2 separate regions of the Xenopus tropicalis genome follow, and region 2 is linked to region 1. A link is a contact called in public Hi-C data. All regions are on one chromosome and are shown on one strand. The core of a region is the stretch at or near the end of the contact, and the rest is flanking DNA. Distances in the headings are between cores, read along the strand shown.

Region 1 (2,727 bases), core at 102-2,601:
GCTGTGCCATGCGTGTATCTCTCGCTGTGCCATGCGTGTATCTCTCGCTGTGCCATGCGTGTATCTCTCGCTGTGCCATGCGTGTATCTCTCGCTGTGCCATGCGTGTATCTCTCGCTGTGCCATGCTGTATCTGTCACTGTGCCATGCGTGTATCTCTCACTGTGCCATGCGTGTATCTCTCACTGTGCCATGCGTGTATCTGTCACTGTGCCATGCGTGTATCTCTCGCTGTGCCATGCTGTATCTGTCACTGTGCCATGCGTGTATCTCTCACTGTGCCATGCGTGTATCTCTCACTGTGCCATGCGTGTATCTGTCACTGTGCCATGCGTGTATCTGTCACTGTGCCATGCGTGTATCTCTCACTGTGCCATGCGTGTATCTGTCACTGTGCCATGCGTGTATCTCTCGCTGTGCCATGCTGTATCTGTCACTGTGCCATGCGTGTATCTCTCACTGTGCCATGCGTGTATCTCTCACTGTGCCATGCGTGTATCTGTCACTGTGCCATGCGTGTATCTCTCACTGTGCCATGCGTGTATCTGTCACTGTGCCATGCGTGTATCTGTCACTGTGCCATGCGTGTATCTGTCACTGTGCCATGCGTGTATCTCTCACTGTGCCATGCGTGTATCTCTCGCTGTGCCATGCTGTATCTGTCACTGTGCCATGCGTGTATCTCTCACTGTGCCATGCGTGTATCTCTCACTGTGCCATGCGTGTATCTGTCACTGTGCCATGCGTGTATCTCTCACTGTGCCATGCGTGTATCTGTCACTGTGCCATGCGTGTATCTCTCACTGTGCCATGCGTGTATCTGTCACTGTGCCATGCGTGTATCTCTCACTGTGCCATGCGTGTATCTGTCACTGTGCCATGCGTGTATCTGTCACTGTGCCATGCGTGTATCTCTCACTGTGCCATGCGTGTATCTCTCACTGTGCCATGCGTGTATCTGTCACTGTGCCATGCGTGTATCTCTCACTGTGCCATGCGTGTATCTCTCACTGTGCCATGTGCAGTACCGTGTCCTTAAGCGACCTACCGCAGGCTCGACTGATCGGCTTCCCATCGCCACCTTCAGCAGCCTTTCCCTTCAGTCACATACAGATGCTGCGCTGCGAAACTACCAGCCTTTTTTTTTTTTCCTCTGGACGCCACCATTCACTCCAGTGTGGGGGGGGTGGTCCTGCATACTACCGTTGCATTACTGTAAGGGATGATTTTAGCAGACGCAACCCCCTGTGCGCTGGAGGGAGCCAGTCCCAGTGCAGCAGTGGATGGGTGCTGAGGCGCTCGCTATAGGACGTGCAGCTGCTGCAGCTCTTCTCCTTCTGACCTCATCACTGCGGTCGACTTGTTCTTCCGAGCTGCCCACAGATGACATGGTTTGCTCTGTTGAGCAACTAGTCTGTATTCCTGCTGTCCACTTAGTCAGTTTCCACCTGCTGATCGCTTTTTTTGCAGATGGCTCTGCCAGCACGCATATAAGCACCCTTGCTTCCAGATAACCTTTATTTTTTCCTACAATGGAGTCTAGACACCTGGTGCCAAGCAGCACTGAATTCAGTAAAGTGCGAAAGAGGTAGGTTGTATTACCTTTACCCCCCTCCTCCCGTGATCGGTGACCTTTCTAAATGGAATGGCATGTTCTAATGGACTGGCAGGTGGGGGGAGCAAGCTGGCAGGGCACAAGGCATAGGCTTTGCAGGTGCCCTTTTCTCTGTAGGTATTTGCAGGTTGCTGTCTCTAGTGAAAATAGTTCTGAGATAAGGGCTGGAATATTTCCTGCAGCTGGCAGAACCTACCATAAAACATATTTTCATCAAAAAAACATCAGTCATGGAAAAACAGTTTGGCAATGTACCAGTCAATGCAGTGACATGATGTGTGCCGGGTCACTTTAGGTGCCCCAGGGCGTGATGGGGGGAAAAAAAGATGGAAGCAGGCACTGAAATGGATACCTTCCTGCCTCTGGCACCCCCCTTTAGTCAACCTTGGTAAGAGGACATATTGAAAATGATATAGTTGGAATATTTTTATATTGCATATTTGAAAAAAATGAATATATTTACCAAGGATCAAGCTTATACATTCTTTTTTTAACATCACAAAATGACTGTCACTCCACCTTGTTAATAGTACTGCAGTCTGAACTCCTAGAAGGATCTGTGCATCGTGACTAAAATTCTCCTGCCGGCTATAACATTTTGTCACAAGCCATGGGGCTCTGAATATCCAGCTGTAAATTAATAACTTTGTAAGTAATTTAATTAAGAAATAAGGCAAGCGGGAGCAGAGAATATAAATGAATGGAAAAAAATAAAACTGGCTTTGGGGATACATTTGCTTACATTTATTAAAAGATCATAAACTCTATTATGGGCATAAGAAGAAATGTAAATGTACAAAAGGGCAAGAAATGATCTGTTTGTTGTCCGTATTTAAGATATATGAGGCAGTTATTCATTTTCTCTGTTATGGTATGGTATATTTAAACAGACTATCTCATCCATTATAGACAACAAATAGCAAAGGATAATATTGCTGATTAGAAACAAATAAAAATCAAGAAATGCAAATGAAGACATCCTTTAATAGATGAACATGATGTATATAAAGGGCTGATTAACACTGGATGGGTTGGGAAGGCTCAGCAACATTGCTTAGCACTTAGATTATTGGAAATTGGTGGTGGTGGTGGGGGGGGGGGGGGTTAGTGCAT
Region 2 (3,155 bases), core at 552-3,051, 220 kb after region 1:
GCTTCTGAATTTAGTGGTATTTTATAATCAGCAGCAACAACATTTCTTTCAATTGTCTTACACTGCCATCAAATGTATAAATATTAGCCTACTGGATTAAAAAACATACAAATTCAGAGCAATCATTCAATTGAAAAACCTTTACCTGTCCAGATGGCACCACCAATGGAGAAGTTATCCAACACACCACTGACTTAATATTTTAACCTGATCTGGTCCATGGCAGTTTACTTTTGCTTGATTTATATCAGAGGTATTCCCTGTCAATGCTCACATTAATACCCCCCCCAACACATCCTGACATAACTGAGAGAAGAAAAGCTCAGACTTATCTCCTCTCCCAAGACAGCAGCACAGATACATATGTACATCACCCTGATTACAGGCACTCTACATGCAGGATTTAAAACCAATAATCTCATTAACAGATACAAACTGGTGTGTTCCTCCATGTGTTCCTTATGTGGAGACTCGTGTTTACAATGGTTTAAGTCACTGACGGTAAAAAGAAACACAATTTCCCAATTTCTAAACTTGGGAGGAGGGTCTGTCACATGTTGTTCAGTAAGACTATAAACCCCAACTTTTATATGCAGAATATTAGTTGTTGACTGGTTTGCCAAATGGTTAGCAGCAAATGGATTAAAGTGCCAGGCTGATAAGTGGAAGCTAAAGCCTTGGTTTTATAAACAATAACAGAGTTAAAGGGAGATGCCCAGCCTTTGGCCCTCCAGCTGTTGCTGAATGACAAAAGCCTGCAACCCCTCCTCCCTGGTAAAGAACTGCTGGGGGTGTTGTTGAACACAATCTGGGGACAGATAACTGTTTATCTAAACCCACACACTAGCATAGCGAGCCACCACTGAAGATCCTGGGATACACTGCAACCAAGCTAATTTGCCAAATAGATATTCCATGGAGGCCTGAATACTACTACATCCATGTATAAACTGTTTGCATGCACTTGGTCACCTTTATACCAAAGTCTGCACGGCCAAATAATCCTATAGTCAATGCTGTGGAAGTCAGAATGTGTGTGCATGGGTTGTGCAACATTACAGTGCCCGGATCCCTTTGCCCAGTGCCCGGATCCCTTTGCCCAGTGCCCATGGTGATGCCCACACTCACCCCATTCCAGGAACTCGCTGACATACTTGTCCCTGCGGAGGGTGGAATGGCTGCACTCGGTATACAGGCAGAGAAGCACATCCAGCAAGGTCTCCACACTCAGGGCCGCCTCGTTCCTCTGGGGCCCATCCAGGAGCAGCTGCTCCAGCTTCTTCAGCCTCACTTTGGCCGACATCTTCCCGTGGCTCAGCGAGCAGCCTAGCTAAACTAAGCAGGTTATGATAGTGAATGGCGTTGCACTGCTGCCAATAGAAATGGCAATTTGTAGGGTGGCTCCCCGCACCCTGAGGACACACTAAGGCGTTCTTCCCCCCGGCTGCTCGCTAGGACCTATCCAGACATGGCAAAGGCTCCACAAGACACTATGCAGCTCCAAGGCCCGCTTGGTCCATGAACAGGGGACGAGCCCCCCACCCAGTCCGGCTGTGCAGTATCCCTCTCCCCTCAGTTACAAGTTAGTTAGCCGCTTGCTGCTGCTTTACAGCGTAACCGGCGGAGATCATGGCCGCCCCCACTCCCTGTATTCTTCAATGCTCCTCCTTTTCTTCTCCTCTTTGGCTCGGGATCACGGAGCAGAACCGGGAGACGAAGCCCTTCCCACCGGAAAGGGAAGGAATGTCCCGACTGACGTCAGAACAATGTTGGAAGAGCCCTCTTCCGGCCAGGAGGCAGCACTGCATATCCATAGGGAATAAAGACTTTCACTGGAGTACGGGCAGCAGATGGGACAAACTTCATCTTCTCATACACACCCGAAGGCATTGTAGTATTTGTGCCAGATGGAAAATGGGATCAGTCAGGCAGTGACAGGCAGTGATAACATTCCTATTTAATCTATAGCTGCGCGGAATATGGGGCATCATACATGTCGCATAGGAACAATCAGGACCCGCTGTTTTCATCATTCTACCTTTTTTGCCGCCTTGTTACATACTAAAGCATTTCATAATTTGTATCATCTACCTTCTACCTTGGTGCAAATTACCAGCATTGATTCTAGGCCAAGGAGCATGAAACCTGAGAATAAAATCCATGACAGTGGGAATCATTCGTTGTTTTAAGGGGAACTAAACCAACTTTATTAATGCTGTGCTGATTTGTTACTTTGCCTCTACTTCATGTAGAAATCTCAAGTCACTAAGGGGCACATTTACTAACCCACGAACGGGCCGAATGCGTCCGATTGCGTTTTTTTCGTAATGATCGGTAATTTTGCGTAAAAACGCGAGTTTTTCGGTGTCTTTACGTTTTTTGCGTAAAAACGCGAGTTTTTCGTAGCCATTACGAAAGTTGCGCAAAGTCGCGATTTTTTTTTGTAGCGTTAAAACTTGCGTGAAACGTTGCGCCTTTTAAGTTTTAACGCTACGAAAAAGGCGCGACTTTGCGCGCAAGTGTTAACGCTACGAAAAAATCGCGACTTTGCGCAACTTTCGTAATGGCTACGAAAAACTCGCGTTCTAACGCAAAAATCGTAAAGACGCCGAAAAAATCACAAAAAAATACGAAAAAGTCGCAAAATGTTCGTTTCCAATCGGAATTTTTCCAATTCGGATTCGAAATCGTGTCTTAGTAAATCAGCCCCTAAGACTGAGACAACCACCCTAAATTAATAGGCTGTAGGAACAAAAGACAGGAAAAACCACTAATAAATGAAAATAAAAGGTGTAGATAATTCATATATACACTAGAAATTAACATTTTTATAATGTTCCCATGCAAGCAGAGAAAATATTTCTAGAATTAAACATGTTTTTCTGATTGTGCAGACATTATGTCCATGCTATATACACAACTTACAGTTTTGAAAGAAAAAAAAATCTGTCTTTCAGTTGCTGCCTGTTCTGACATATTTACAGTTGGGCAGAAACACAGCAAAATCTACCTAGAGCTAAGAGCCCTATATTAGGCCATTAAATTGTGCATAAAAGCTTATGGAAATATGCCAGTATTTGCAAGTGCTTGAACAGCTAAAATTATTTTTTTATTGACAGAGCCAGCTTTTTTGGTATTTCTGCTGCCCCACTTTG

Evidence for each region. A called contact is a pair of places that touch in the nucleus more often than the background predicts.
Region 2: a contact with region 1 is called in a Hi-C map of neurula embryo, with 2.2 times the contacts expected there. The contact joins the promoter of cdc42bpb here to the promoter of traf3 in region 1. A contact is called at or near these places in 2 of 5 Hi-C or Micro-C datasets (gastrula embryo and neurula embryo).

The regions. Positions count from the first base shown.
Region 1 is chr8:97,749,032-97,751,758 of UCB_Xtro_10.0, forward strand. traf3 (TNF receptor-associated factor 3) reads left to right here and starts at 1,352. Exons shown (of 11, transcript XM_031890884.1): 1 at 1,352-1,587.
Region 2 is chr8:97,965,311-97,968,465 of UCB_Xtro_10.0, forward strand. cdc42bpb (serine/threonine-protein kinase MRCK beta) reads right to left here and starts at 1,802. Exons shown (of 38, transcript XM_004917176.4): 1 at 1,129-1,802. The coding sequence starts at 1,303.